Linked DNA regions of Mus musculus: regions 1, 2, 3 and 4 are each linked to region 5. A link is a contact called in public Hi-C, HiChIP or PLAC-seq and promoter capture Hi-C data. All regions are on one chromosome and are shown on one strand. Each heading gives the region's core, a stretch centred on a gene start, on an enhancer-like site or on the middle of the called end of the contact. The rest is flanking DNA. Distances are from core to core; before and after follow the strand shown.

What was found. Promoter capture Hi-C pulls out the DNA fragments that hold promoters and counts their contacts. Hi-C and Micro-C count contacts between places; a contact is called where the count stands out from the background. HiChIP or PLAC-seq counts read pairs in DNA pulled down with a chosen protein or histone mark. Capture Hi-C pulls out chosen DNA fragments and counts their contacts.
Region 1: a contact with region 5 is called in a promoter capture Hi-C map of liver, with 3 times the contacts expected there. The contact joins the promoter of Ankrd46 here to the promoter of Rrm2b in region 5. A contact is called at or near these places in 2 of 39 promoter capture datasets (liver and pre-B cells) and 2 of 9 other capture datasets (adipose tissue and liver).
Region 2: a contact with region 5 is called in an H3K27ac HiChIP or PLAC-seq map of embryonic stem cells, with 2.7 times the contacts expected there. The contact joins the enhancer-like site here to the promoter of Rrm2b in region 5. A contact is called at or near these places in 4 of 39 promoter capture datasets (the C10 cell line, liver, pre-B cells and 1 more), 4 of 115 datasets of contacts at active chromatin or transcription factors (astrocytes, embryonic stem cells and pro-B cells) and 2 of 9 other capture datasets (adipose tissue and pancreatic islet).
Region 3: a contact with region 5 is called in a promoter capture Hi-C map of pre-B cells, with 4 times the contacts expected there. The contact joins the promoter of A830021M18Rik here to the promoter of Rrm2b in region 5. A contact is called at or near these places in 6 of 39 promoter capture datasets (the 3T3-L1 cell line, hippocampal neurons, liver and 1 more), 3 of 115 datasets of contacts at active chromatin or transcription factors (astrocytes, embryonic stem cells and pancreatic cancer cells) and 1 of 9 other capture datasets (liver).
Region 4: a contact with region 5 is called in a Hi-C map of uterus, with 14 times the contacts expected there. The contact joins the promoter of Rnf19a here to the promoter of Rrm2b in region 5. A contact is called at or near these places in 3 of 39 promoter capture datasets (3T3-L1-derived adipocytes, liver and pre-B cells), 3 of 484 Hi-C or Micro-C datasets (B cells, muscle stem cells and uterus), 3 of 115 datasets of contacts at active chromatin or transcription factors (large pre-B cells, pancreatic cancer cells and pro-B cells) and 1 of 9 other capture datasets (liver).

The regions. Positions count from the first base shown.
Region 1 is chr15:36,495,432-36,498,131 of GRCm38.p6, forward strand. Ankrd46 (ankyrin repeat domain 46) reads right to left here and starts at 1,360. Exons shown (of 5, transcript NM_175134.4): 1 at 1,296-1,360; 2 at 446-562.
Region 2 is chr15:36,759,346-36,762,045 of GRCm38.p6, forward strand. No RefSeq gene overlaps it. Among named protein-coding and RNA genes, the nearest start is that of Gm41297, 32 kb to the left of the region's middle. Within about 2 kb of position 1,451, at least 43 of the 459 cell types and tissues checked have an H3K27ac peak or open chromatin away from gene starts, as enhancers often do. A contact at or near this core is called in embryonic stem cells, where this site is marked.
Region 3 is chr15:36,724,872-36,727,571 of GRCm38.p6, forward strand. It overlaps A830021M18Rik (a long non-coding RNA gene), which reads left to right and starts at 1,374. Exons shown (of 3, transcript XR_875150.3): 1 at 1,374-2,097. All of the region lies in intron 1 of Gm41297 (a long non-coding RNA gene), which reads right to left.
Region 4 is chr15:36,281,758-36,284,457 of GRCm38.p6, forward strand. Rnf19a (ring finger protein 19A) reads right to left here and starts at 1,390. Exons shown (of 10, transcript NM_013923.2): 1 at 1,155-1,390.
Region 5 is chr15:37,959,752-37,962,451 of GRCm38.p6, forward strand. It overlaps Rrm2b (ribonucleotide reductase M2 B (TP53 inducible)), which reads right to left and starts at 1,304. Exons shown (of 9, transcript NM_199476.1): 1 at 1,093-1,304. The coding sequence starts at 1,140. Gm49085 (a long non-coding RNA gene) reads left to right here and starts at 1,407. Exons shown (of 2, transcript XR_003951596.1): 1 at 1,407-1,790.

The sequences.
Region 1 (2,700 bases), core at 110-2,609, 1.5 Mb before region 5:
CTCAGTTTGCTTACAGGTTGTGCTGTGTATCCTTCGTTCCTCACCACGTAGCAGTTCTCTCCCACGTCTCTCTGGTATCCTGTGAGACACTAGCTTCTTGTAGGAGTCGGGGAATCTTTCTGCTTGGCAGAATGCTATGTGTGCAAGGTACACTCACTAGAACTGCTGTGAAAATACAACTAACCAACACACAGCTAATGTGGATAGACAATCACAGACGCACTCCTCCATCAAATCAACCTATGCTGAAACAGTAAGAATCCAGGACATTTAACTTTATTATCACTACAAGGCTTAAAGAACAAATGCATTTCTCATTAAACTCCCTTGAAACTAAAAGGACAGTGGCACAGGCTCTTGCATACTCCATAAGCATAAGTCTAAGAGAAACCAGTTCAGGCTACGAATTCTATCAATAAACAAAAATCTTAAGGAACACTACTACCTTTGCAAGGTAAAGGGATGCTGGCGTGAAGTCTTGGGCGTCTCCGGTCCCACTTAGTCTGCCAACTGTCTGGGCTTGGACAGGTTGACTTAAGACTCTGTGCCTCAGCTTCTTTATCTGCAAATCAGAGATGGTACTTGTCAGGGTTGTTGCAAAGATTTTAAAAAGGACCATTAGGCACAATATCTGACATGAAGATAGCCAGCTGTTACTGTAACATGAAAAATCACCACACCACTGATGGCACCTTGGGAAGCGCCTAAGTACTAATGCCACGTTCTGAAGAGTGGGCAGTGTTATTTACTCTTCAATAACACACACTTATTACATTCCGCAGCCAATTCTAGAGTCTGTGGAACGCTGTTAAAATAAATGTCTTCTCCCTAAGACGGTTGTTGGGAAATCCGGAGAGGAAGCAACTGCGTTTTAACGACGCGTGTCAAGTGTGAAAGTTCATGATCACCTGAGGCCTAAGCGCAAAGTGTGCAAATCTTTTCTCTCCGCGGATACCCTGGGCAGTGTGACAGTCCGGACAGATCACACGCACCTCCACAGCGCCCACGCACGCCCGGGCTTCGGTCTCCTCGTGAACCGCTAAGGTGTTGACAATTCCTAGCTATGCTTTGAATCCCTGCCTGGGAAGGACGCCGCCATCGGGCTGGGGCGTGGGCTGCCTGAGACCCGCGAATACCCGCGGGCATCATCCGCGCAAGCTCCCAGGCCTGACCCGGGCCCTCCTGCCAGCATCGCCCGCGCGGAAGCCGCTCGGACCCGCGCCGGGCTCCACGGCCCTCAGAGGAGCTGTCACCGGCTCCCGCCCAGCTGCTGCCCACGGCCCCGGCCCTGGTACCTGCGCCCGCGGCAGCAGTGATGGCAGCAGCTCCTCCTCTCCAGCGGCGACAGGCGGGGCGCGGACGACCACAGAGGTGGAGCTCGCGAGGGCAGAGCGGCCTCGCACCCCGCGGCGGCGCGCCCCCTGCAGGCGGGAGGCTCTCATGGCGGTTCGGCCTCTAGCCAGCATCGCGCACATTCACCCCTTTTAAAAAACATACATCCCATTCCCTCAACTAAGTAGAAATTTAAAAGGCAGAAACAAATATATTAAGTGCCACGCGCATTAATTTATTAGTTTAGGGCTGCAGGGGAGGTGTTTAAAATCTGAATCCACAAGTTAGCAAATAATGGCTGACAAGTCTACTCTAAGCTATAATCCTGCCGAGTTATTATTCAGAGTGAATGCTTACACCCACTTATAAGGGTTCCTTGACTTATCATGACATGTGAAAATGATGATACACCCATATATGGAACATTCTTTCACAGAGCTTCTCTCTCTCTCTCTATCTCTCTCTCTCTCTCTCAACTCCAGTCATATAGCCAAGGTGACTTCTTTTAAACACTGTTCTACAAATTCTAGTATCATCCAACCCACCAGATGACCCTGTAGGGTGTTGTCTGTTCAAGAATTACATCTAAGTCGTCCTCCCGCCCCCAGCCCCCGGCAATGTCAAATAGATGTATAGGAGTATTGCCTGGCTTAAGGAAACCTCATATTCCTTTCATTTAAGGATTATAAGAAGGCTGGAGAGATAGCTCAGTTGGTAAAGGACCTGCATTGCAAGCATAAGGTCCTGAAGTCACCCCAGAACCCACATAAAAAGCCAAGCATGCTGGCATGTGGTAATCCAAGTTCTGGCTAGTAGGAGATAGCTGGGTCTCAGTGGTCCCCCTGACCAGTCTGCCAGCCTGGGCTATTCATGGGCTTTAATGAGAGTCCTCTCAAAAAAAAATCAAGATGATTGGCTCTTAAGGTATGTCACCTGAGGCTGACCTCTGGTCTCCATGTGCAAGTGCATGTTAAGTGTTTGCACACTCATGTTTGTGAATGCATGGGCCTGTGCACATATACACACACAGGCCACACACCAGGGCAGGGTGAGCTCAGCCATCCCCAGGGCTGCCAATCATCTTTAGCTATTTAACATTTACTTGTGCAGTGACTGACTATAAATATTCTGTAAATTGGGGATACATTAATCAATTTGTCAGTGGCTAAGTCCATAATATCTTCATATATGCCCATGCACTGTGCCAAATCATTGGGTAATTTAAATGATAATTCTATTCTTACAATTTATTCTTCCCCGGTTGGTGTATCAAACAACTTGAGAGTTTATTGATTGTATTCTAATTTATCTTTTCTTCTTCACGAATTATGGCTTCTGATCAATGGGGAAAATGTAAGGACTGTGAAG
Region 2 (2,700 bases), core at 201-2,700, 1.2 Mb before region 5:
GATGGTGAAGTCCAAGGTGGAAGGAGTTGGAAGGCATGAATTAGTTGAGAGACTTGTGTTACATTCAAGGTGCTTTGGAAGTGGGGCAGGTGGGGGGCATGGTAAGGTCTGTGACTCAGACCAAGCATCCTCCCCGATCCCTCCCACACATAAATGATGACATAACCAGGAAGAGAAGGAGCCAGCAAAGGACACAGACCTAGGAACAGTAAGACAGGGTAGAAAGCAGGGGCCCAGGCAGTATACAACACCTGGCCACTAGGTGAACCCCTCAGCCTCCTTTTGTCTCCCCTGTCATGTGGACCTTTTGTCCTGTCTTCTGCTACTGGAACAGAAAACCTCGGGCTGGATAAGCCACACACACGGTAGACATTTATTTAGCTCATGTGTCCAGGGGATGTAAAGTCCAAGATCGAGGGACCACATGTAGTGAGGACCTTCTTGTTTCCTTATAAGTCTGCAAGCACATGACAGACAGACAGACAGACAGACAGACAGACAGACAGACAGACAGAGATGGGGGTAATAGGAGTGGGAAAGGGAGTGGGGAAGACCAAACTGATAACAAACCACTCTCTAGAGAGCCACCCATACCCTGAATAATTTGATTAAACTGTTCCTGACCTCAGAGCAAATGTTCATTGCAATGAGTCATGGCTCTGTTTCAAGGCTACACCATCTTCTGCTATACCATCAATACCGGATCCTCACTGGGACACCTCTCAGATATTCTGTTGTCCTGTGCCATGGAGTTCCTTCAGCTTTGGATCTGCAGGGCTGGCCCCTTCACAAATTCCAGCAGATCATAGATGGGACAGATGTTGGGGTGTGCCAGCTCAAAGTGCTAGACCTTGGTCTGGGGGGTAGCTGAGTTGGTCAGTCTGCCAGCTCTCCAATGTTGTGGATAGCCCTGGGGCTAATTACATTTTATGTTAATTCCATTCTCCAGTGAAGGGTTTCATGTGAATGAGGAATGAGTCAGCACTCAGGTGATTTCCTGTAAACCTGCTTCCCACCTTAATTTGTAAAATAAAGGAAAGCTGATGATTGGGCAGATAAAAGGGAAGGTGGAGCAGAAGGTGAGGGAGAGAAGAAGGAGAAAATGCAGAGGAGGAGGAGGAGGAAGAAAAGCAGAGCAGAAGCACATGGCCTGGAGAAACCGCAAGTTCTAAGGGGTCTCATGAGCTGTGGAAGATGGTAGTGTAGCGGTAGATATGCCCAATCTAGACGCACTGCATGTAATCATATTAACTGTGTTGTGTTTTCATTACCAGGGCATATTTGGGAGATTTACTGCAACACTCCTGCACCCGAGCCACCAGTGTGAGCTCTACAGCACTGCCCTAGCTCATCCAATGCTACAACTGGCCAGGGTCAAGGTCTACCTGCCTGTTCTCATGTTCTCATGTGGTGGGAGGCAGCGTATCCCTACCTTTGCCACCAGGGGGAGTTCTGCTGTGCTGCTCAGCTAAGGTTCAAGGCCCATTCTCCCTAGTGCTGCAGCCAGTAAGGGGCTGGGCCAGCTCTCCCACGCTCATGCTGTCAGAGCATCTCACCTGCACCCCCACCATCAGGGTCAGCTCTACTGTGCTGCTCTATAGGGGGTGGTGCTGATGCTGAGGTCCTGTTCTTCAATAGGTTCTCGATTCATCAATAAAGATGCTAGCTGTCAATGACCTGGGCAGAACAGGTGGGACTTCCAAGGTCCCCACAGGCAAGCTAGCAGACCTAGGAGAGAGGGAGTTAAAGGAGATAAAGCCAACCAGCCATGTGAGTCAATGGTCACTGTATCTGATTATGCCAGAGTGGCAGGGGATGTTTAGCAGTACCCAGTCATTGAGTTAGCAAAGGCATTTTGAGATTAACTGGTGTGTGTGTGTGCATAGGGGCTGGTAGCGCAGCCTGCAGCCTGTTCCTGAAGCTTACGGCAGGGTAACAAAAACTACACACTCTACTGCCCAGGTGAGGGATGGAGCCAGTTCTCCCAAGAGCCTCACAAACATTCCTGGGCACACAACTCTGAGACACAGTGAGTGGTGTGTTCTCAGCCAATACATCTTAGGGTTGATTCGCTATATTATATTAGTCAGATTCTACATTTCCCCTCAAGATAGAGGCCATGACCCTTTGCATTTTACAGCTAAGGATAGGTGCAGTAAATTCCCTTGGCCGCACTGTCTGTTGTTCAAGTGATGGGGGCCAGGCTCCAGCTCCAACATGTCTCCTGGGTGAGAGGTTCTGTTTTCCTGCCCCACCAAGGCATCTGATTTCTAAATGGGAAGTGAAAGTTAAAAGGCAGCTGGGTCAGGGAGACCCTCGGTGGCCAGGCAGGGCCAGTACAAGATGGGTCTCCACCTCTGTGTCAGTCTCCCTGGGCATGCCTATTAGCCTCAGTGCCTGACATGGTTGGTCAAACCCAACATCATCTTTGTGTCAAAGTACTTCCATCACCAAGGTCAAGGCCCTTGCTCCTTACATGGTTTAGTTTTGGTGCTGGCCAGTCATCTCCTGGAGTCATCAGAGCCTGGAGAACATAGGTCGCAGTGCCTGTCTGCAAGCTTCACTTCTGTTTATTGAACTGCTTAGTCTTCACCACAGCTCATTCCTAATTTACCAATAAGAAATCTGAGGTTCGGGGAAGAAAAATGGTATCAAGGATTAGTTTTGTTTTGAATTCACAGAGCCATCTGACTCCATACT
Region 3 (2,700 bases), core at 124-2,623, 1.2 Mb before region 5:
TTGAGCAAAATGGTGTATGCCACCCTCAAAATATGAGGAATAGCTGAAGAAACCTGTATTCTGCATCTTCATCTGCCAACCTCTGGAGACCACTGACCTATAAACTCCATAAACTCCGGCTTTCCCAGACTGTCCCATGCTGGACTCATGAGCACCTTGACACAAGTCTTTGGGCTTCACTCTGTGGGGAGCCGCACTCACATTTGCCATTATAAGATGGCGCTGACAGCTGTGTTCTAAGTAGTAAATAATCTGCACATGTGCAGGGGCAGTTTTCCCGCCATGTGCTCTGCCTTTTTTGTGATGACAACTGGGCCAATGGGCTGCAGCCAATCAGGGAGCGACACGTCCTAGGCGGAGGATAATTCTCCTTAAAAGGGACGGGGTTCTGGCACTCTTTCTCTTCGCCTCTTCGTCTCTTCGTTTCTTCTTCTCTTCATCTCTTCGCCTCTTCGTCTTTTCCTCTGCTCTCTTCCTCTGCTCTCTGCCTCTCTCCCTCTCTGCCCCTCTCTCTGCCTCTCTCTCTGCGTCTCTCTGTGTCTCTCTCTCTCTCTCTTCCTCTCTGCCTCTCTCTGCCGCGCTCTTCCTCTCTTGCTCCTGAGTAAGCAATAAAGCTTTGCCGCAGAAGATTCTGGTTTGTTGCGTCTTTCCTGGCCGGTTGCGAACGCGTGTAAGATCACTCCTCTAGCAACATTCAGCTAATGGAACATCCCCATGTTTTGTGTAGCTCCTCTGAGCTCAGCACAAAATGGAGAATTCCCTTTTTCTAGCAGGGCTTCCACTTCTCTGACTACCCCCCCATCCTCTACCTGAGGAAGGTAATGGGGTCCTTGGCAAACCTACAAATTCCTCTCCCTACACCCCATAAGAACCTGCCCAGCAAATACCTGGGATTCCTGGAGAGCTTTTCCACACAAAAGAGGCGTTCCCAGTTCACTGAGCTCCAGCCAGTCATCAACATTCACCCTGAAAACTCCTCTCCACTCTCCAAAGTTCATATACAGCCCTTGTCCACCCAAATAAAGTAAGTGAGCACCAGCTATTTCACTGAAGACCATCTAAGAGCCACTTCATTGGGAGTCATCTAAAAGAGCTGTAAGACTAAAATCGCCAGAGAAGGCCTTCCTTGGTGAAGCCCTCCACCCCATGCCCACATGTGAGTTCAGCTGGACTGAGAGCCAGTCCCAACCTGTTCCAGACTCCACTTCATCCTTCAAGCCTGGTGCCTGGACACCCTGAGGGAGGAAACAGAGGACAGAGAAGCACTTCTGGCACCCAACGCGGCCCACAGCTGGAGGAAGCTAACATACACCTGGGAGGATGCTGGTACTTGATGGGCTGGGCTATGTCACAAGAGGGTGTGGTACAGACCTTTGATGGGCTGGGCTATGTCACAAGGGAGTGTGGTACAAATGCTTGCCATATAATGCTTTGCTATTGCTCTCCTGGTTGGGTCACCAATCTTTAGACACTTAAATTGTCTAAATGTAAAGAGAATTAATGTCACTACAGGCTGCTAAAGAGCAGAAGTTACTGTTGGCATGACCTGGCAATAGCCAGGTATGCCTGGCTCACTCTAAAAGGGTCTGCATGTCTCTTCCTCGCTGTCTGATCCTCTTTCTTACTACCTGCCCCTTCTCCCGCTCCCCCCTTCCTCTCCCCATGTGTTCCTGGCCTGCTTCTCCCTCTCCTCTCCCCACCTCCCGCCTTTCTCTGCCTCCCACCTTCCCCATGCCCTAAATAAACTCCATACCATGCCTCAGGGGGAGGGGATGCCTCAGCGGGGGCCTGTGGAGGCAGCCCTTCCACCTCACCCACCATACAGCGCCTCTACCAACACGGGTGCTGTGCCTGGGATTTAGAAACTCACAGGTTGCATGAGCTCATATTTCCGTGCTGCCACATGGACTTTGCAGCCATGGGATGGATCTCTTGCTAGACCTCTCCACCCAAGCACTGGAGAATTGGTAAAGCTCCCTACTCTCACTGGTCAGCATAAACGCCCTCTGGTCCCAAGGGAGGGCTGTTGAGCTTGCAGCCACCCCGTGGTGTCCTGGTCTTCTTACTGATGCTTCGTTCTCGGACCTCTACCCCTGGGTGAGTGCTCTCTCTGTCTCTGTCTCTCTTTCTCTGACGGTTTTTCTCTTGGCTTCTCTTGCACACTGCTGAAAAAATCCTACGCTTAGGCAAACCATCCTCCCTCAGGCTCTGAGCCCCACACACAGCTCGTGCACTGGTCCCGCAGCTCAGCTGCTAGTTCACTGCGTGGCTGGTGATCTGTTTTGGCTGCCTCTGTTTCTAGCTATCACATTTGTACTAGAGACACCGGGGAACGGGGAAGTCACTTGCTCCTATTCTCACCCAGAAGGGAATATCTTTGCTAGCACGTCTCCTGGTTAAAATTTGGCCCCTATACCCATCAAAGAATAACTCTAAATGGCCGTTTACTGGAACTTTAATAGCAAACTTTTACAACTCTCTAGCTAGCGATCTGTAGACCATTCCCTACCCCACGTTTTCTTGCTGCTTGCTCTCCACTCCCGGTTCCCTGCTCCCCTGATTCTGCCGCCACCACGTACTTTCCATCCGCCCCTCACTCTCTGTTCAGGGCGGTGCTGCCTGACAATCCTGAGCTCTCCACATTCCCCCTTGCTGTCTCCCTCCCTGTTTGACCTGACTCCACAGCAGCCAGTTGACTAG
Region 4 (2,700 bases), core at 140-2,639, 1.7 Mb before region 5:
GACAGCTCTGTGTTAAAGAAGCTTAAGCAAGCAAATATGGAAATGACTTGAATTACAAACAGAAGCACTAGGATGTGCAAAGAGACCGGTTTATAGCAAAACCGGAAAGGGAAAAAAAGACAAGTATCTCGTCACACTACATACAATGAAAAGGGTCAAGAAATTCTGGTTAAAATATTAAATAATCAAAGACTGCCAGGTACGCGTGCGTATACACAAACATACACAAAGTAGAATGAGGAAGATCAAAATATTTTGAAGGCACCAACCACGGAAAGGCCCGCTTTCATACCTCCCGTTTGCTATCATTTTACACCAGCCTTTATAGCCAACCCTAGGTTTGAAAATTGCAGCTGCATTTAAAGGCCGTCCTATCATTACCAACATTTTGCGACATTCTCAACCCTACACAAAGTAAAGCACCAGTCGTGTATTTCTATCTCCAAGGGCGCCAACAAGCAAAAATTAAACCTTTCTTTTTCCCATATATAGCCTTCACCATTCTCTTCCCTCTTTTATTTGCTGCCCTTGTCTCAGGATTAACGAACCTAAACCACTTCTTCCCATTAGTGGAAATGGAAAAAGAGAAGAGAGCGACAGTAGAGCGGAATCCCAGACCGAAGGAAAAACTGGCAATTCAAAGTGGTGGCCTCACTCGGGGTGAGGGCAGGGAAAACCCCAGACGTGGAGTCCGGAAGACCCCCGTTCATCCCCAGGCTATACGGCTTTCCGCGCCGGTGCCTGCTTGTGTGCGCGATCTCCGCTCCCGAAGGAGGCGGTCATCTCCCCGCCGCCCTCCCGGGCCCCAGGCGGCAGGCTTCGGGGGCGAAGTCCGCGGCGCCCAGTGTGCGGCGAGGCCCGGAAAGCGTCCCGTTAGAGGCGATTTCACCCGTCAGGAATGCGCTCCGCCCCCGCCGCCTCCCCACGGCGGCCGCCCTCGGGTCTCGTCCGCTCCGCCGCCCCGGAACGCTCGGGGCAGCGCCGTGGACAGTCACAACACCGACGGGGCCACAGGCCCGGCCCCCCACGCCCCGGCCCGCACCCCGGAGACGGCCGCAACGGTCTCCCGGCCCCAGACCGAGGCCTGAGCGGCGCCTTGAATCCCCATCCGTAGGGGAGCCGCCCGGCTCCCGCGGCTCCGGCGCCTGCCGTACCTCAGCTCCTCAGGGCGGCGGCGGCGCGGGGCGGCTGGCGAGCAGGCCCATCCCGCGGAGGCAGAAAGCGGAGGCAGAACGGAGGACGACTTTTCAGCACCGCCGCGGAACCTTCTCAGCTAGGGCGAGAGCTGCCGGTGGAACGGTTGCGGGCGGCCGCTTTCCCGAACTCCCCTCTGTGACTCCAGTCGGACCGTCGCAGCCGGGAACCAACACAGCAACTGCCATTCTCCCCCGCCCTCGCCCCCAGGCCCCGCCCCCTCCACTCCCTCCTGCCCCACCCGGCATAGCCCCGCCCAGCGCGCCTTGCGTCTTGGCGTCAAGCCCCGCCCCGCCCCACGTCGACCAGCCGCGGTTATCTCTGGGACGCGGTGGTTCCTTGGCTCCAGCACGTTCGCCTCGCACTGCGCGCTCTCGCCGCCGGCCCTCCCGCGGGCGGCGACTTACTCGGAACGCGCCGGGCAGTGGGGCGGGAGACGCCCTTCTTGTAACCCCGACCCCGTCTCCGTGAGGTGATAGGAAGGGACGGCGGGAGCCGCGTTCCAAGTGGAGCGCTTCCTGAGCGACAGGACCCTGACTTAGCTTTTCAATCCTTTGTTCACCTGCTTGATTGGCAACCCTCGGGAGAGCAGAGCCGAGTCGTCCCCAAAGAAATATCTCAGGTCTTATCAATGTCTGATACAGTAGGAGTTACTTTGGCCCAGCCTGTGTCTTCCATTCCCCTCCAGCTTTTGATCCAGTCGGACACCCTTTGAATTTTTCACCTACATAAGACTTGGTATAGAGTTAGTTAAATAAACAGATCCCTTTCCTGTCCTGATCCCATCCTCTCCGTTTATTTCTCTTGGGGACTTAGATCATTTCCTTAGAATCCTGAGAAATGGATGTGATGGATGCCAAAATGTCCATCCACCATCTGTTACTTAATCTAAATATATCACTCGATCCTTATTTCAGTGTGTCTAAACTAGAAACTCACCAAGGAGCCATATTTTTTCAAACCCCACTTGGCCTCTTTGGTAACACAGTAAATTTTTCCCAGTTAGAAACAGGCTAGGCGATCTAGGGCTAAATGTCTTTGACCATACATCTTAAAGGGAGTAAGTATGGATATGATTTCCATTTATTGGAAGTTGAGAGCCATTATGTGTATACCTTAAAATGCTATCAAAAGGCTGCATTCGATGCCCAATAATCTACAGGACACTTTAAGCCTACGGATAGTGCAAGAGTAGCTTTGCAGTACAAATGGAGTAATGACTGGTAAGGGTTTTGAGTAAAGAATTGTGCAGAATAACAGTGGTCCTGTACTCTCTATAGTCATCATAGTTCTGAGAAATTAAATTTCTGTCTTCCTAGAAATTGGAAGGGTCTGCTGTTACTTACTAGTCCAATATGCATATCCTGAGAGAGATATACCTGAAGGACATCTCCACTTGAATCTATGGAGGCATCTTGTATTAGATAGTTTTATCTTAACATGAGACAAGCTAAAGTCGTTTGAGAGAAGGGATCGTCAATGAAGAAAACACCTCCATGAGACTGG
Region 5 (2,700 bases), core at 54-2,553:
GTCTTTATGAATTAAAAGTAATTTTTTTTTTTAAAAGTTAACTTTCAGGTGTTAAGCCAGAATGATTCCTGGTGTCATTGGCAAACCAGAGAAGTCTAAATATTGCCGGAAAGGAGAAATTGGTGCTGAGTATCTTTGTTTCAAGGGGAAAATTAAGGGATAGACATAATTTATTATTAAACGATTACAGAATAAAAATCAACTTAGAACCTCCATCTTTGTCTAGAAATGCCAGTATAAGCATGAATATATGTGGGCTCAAACTTTTATGGCCCCTTCCAACTTGCCACAGTATTAACTTCAAGACACCACAAAGAGAAACAGGCTCACATACCAAAAAAAAAAAAAAAAAAAAAAAAAAAAGTATTACTTGTATTCCAGATGGTTTAGAATATTTGTCTCCAAAATGTGGAGTTGGAATTACACAGTAACAACTTACATTACTATAAAGCCGTATAATTTTTGTTTGCTCTTATTACATACTTCTTTCTGCTAGCACGGGTTAATTTTAGATTTATTAAACACTTTGCATAAAGCACTTCATTCTTTGTGAAGGAAGAAACACTTCCACTACTGAAATGAAGAGACACCCCGAAGATTCAGTTAGAAGTTCGGTGTGAGGAAAACTGGTCTCCCAGTCTTTTATTCGTTGTAAGGGTTTCTCGTCCTCCCTTCACCTGTCATCTCCTCCCCTCATCCACCTGCATCAGTTTCCACACGAGTTCCTCAACTGCATCTGATGGTTCACCTCTCTTGCGTAGATCCGTCACAGCCCTTTTTCACCCGCCAGGGCTCCCGACAAGAAAAGAAAGACTGGAGAGCAGAGGTTGGAGAACAAGGGGACACGGAGACTTCCTCAGCCGGGACCTGAGTGTTCCTGCTCCGCCCTGAGCAGAGCAGCACAGCGTCCATGCTCGCCCTTCCCGACTCCCCAACACTAGCCTGAGGTGAGGGCGCTTCCTTTCGGCCTGCACAGTGTTTCTGACGGCGACGAATAAAATACTACTCTACAGCGGACCTGCGACTGACTCGCAGCAACCTAAAGTCCGGGCGTGACCCAGGGGTGGAGGATGAAGCGACTGCGACATTTACCTCACCCTTCTCCGGCCTGGCCGCTTCCGGCCTTTCCGGGTCGCCCATCGCGCAGACTCCACCAGAGCCACCCGAGCTGAGGAACTGAGCGCGGCCGACCAAATCCTAGTAGGATCAGATCGTCCTGTGCGAACCTCCTCCTGCTCCGGGCACGCCTTGCCGCGCCGGTCCTGGGTTCTAGCCGGCCCATTGAGGGGCCTTCTCTGCGGTGGCTCCGCCCAGGCACGCTACTCTCGGCGCCTGAAAGATCCGCCTTTCCTGCCGGCCCCGCCCCACTGCCTAGAGATCCGCCTACCTCAGCCGGCTCCACCCAGCGTCTCAGAGATCCGCCTACCTCAGCCGGCCCCGGCCCGCCCCGCCAGAGATCCGCCTACCTCAGCTGGCCCCGCCCCTCGCCGCCGAACTCTGCTTCCTCGGCTGGCCCGCTTCTCTTCACTGAGCAGGGTCCCCACTCCGGCGACGGCTGCGTAAGTTCAGTCCGCAGTACCAGAGCACTTCAAGCCTGTTCTTTAGCGTCGCATGACCCCGCCCACTCTTGCTCCCCCAGCTTCCGCGCTGTTGCCCAGCCTGTCATCTGCTCTGAATTCTAGAGCGTCTACTGGAATTTGCAGTCTGCCTACTTGTGCCAGACTACCTGGTACACGAGGTGACTGGCACGCCGGGACATTCCCTAGCCCTCGTGGTGCCCCAGCGACACGGTAGGTTGCACCCAGTCAGTCCAAGAGACTGCCAGAGTGGCTGTAGAGCTGCCCACTGGATGGGATGTGGAAAGCAGGGTGGGAGGTCGACACTGTTAAAAACTCCAAGGAGAAAGGAACTCTTGTATTTCAGCAACCAAAAGGAGAAACTGGAGGGGGAAAGTGTGTGCGTGAATGGAGCTTGAGAATGAGTAGGAAAAATAGCTAAATCCTGGGAAATACCTTGAAGTCTTTGTGATTGTTTAACTGAGTAATATTTATTGAACTTTCACAACCTGATAGGTTCTATTCTGCTAAGCCCTTTATGTGAATTAATCTTTGAGATATTTCCCTGTAGTCGATACTGCAATTTTCATGTTCCAGATTAAACTGAACCCGAAGATAAATAGCCAAGATTAAGCAACCAAAATACGGTAGACTCCAATATCCTTGCTACGGATACTTTTCAAAGCAAAGGTTAAAGTTGTAAAGAGATTCAACACTTTTGTATTGCAAGGGCCAAAGACAGTGAATAATGATGGTGGCAATACTCTTGGTTGAATTGCTTCTATGTTTTCAGCATATGGTACATATATGGTAGTACGACAGAAAAATATAATGAGCGGGATGGGACTGTAGCTCATTAGGTGATGATGTACAAGGCCTTGGGTTCAATCCCCAGCACTACCCCTTCTTGTATACAAACACAAATAAGATATACAAATTAAATAATAATATGGTGAAAGAAGAGTTGAGTATGGTATTGAACACCTCTGATCCCAGCATCTTGGATAGGAGCAGGAGGATCGTGAAACCAAGGTCGTCTTGGGCTAGATGGGAAGATCCAGTCTCAAAGCCAAAAACCAAAAACGTGAAAAAGAAGTAAGAGATTTTCAGTAGATTCTGGAAAGAGCCTTGTTATGACTTCAAC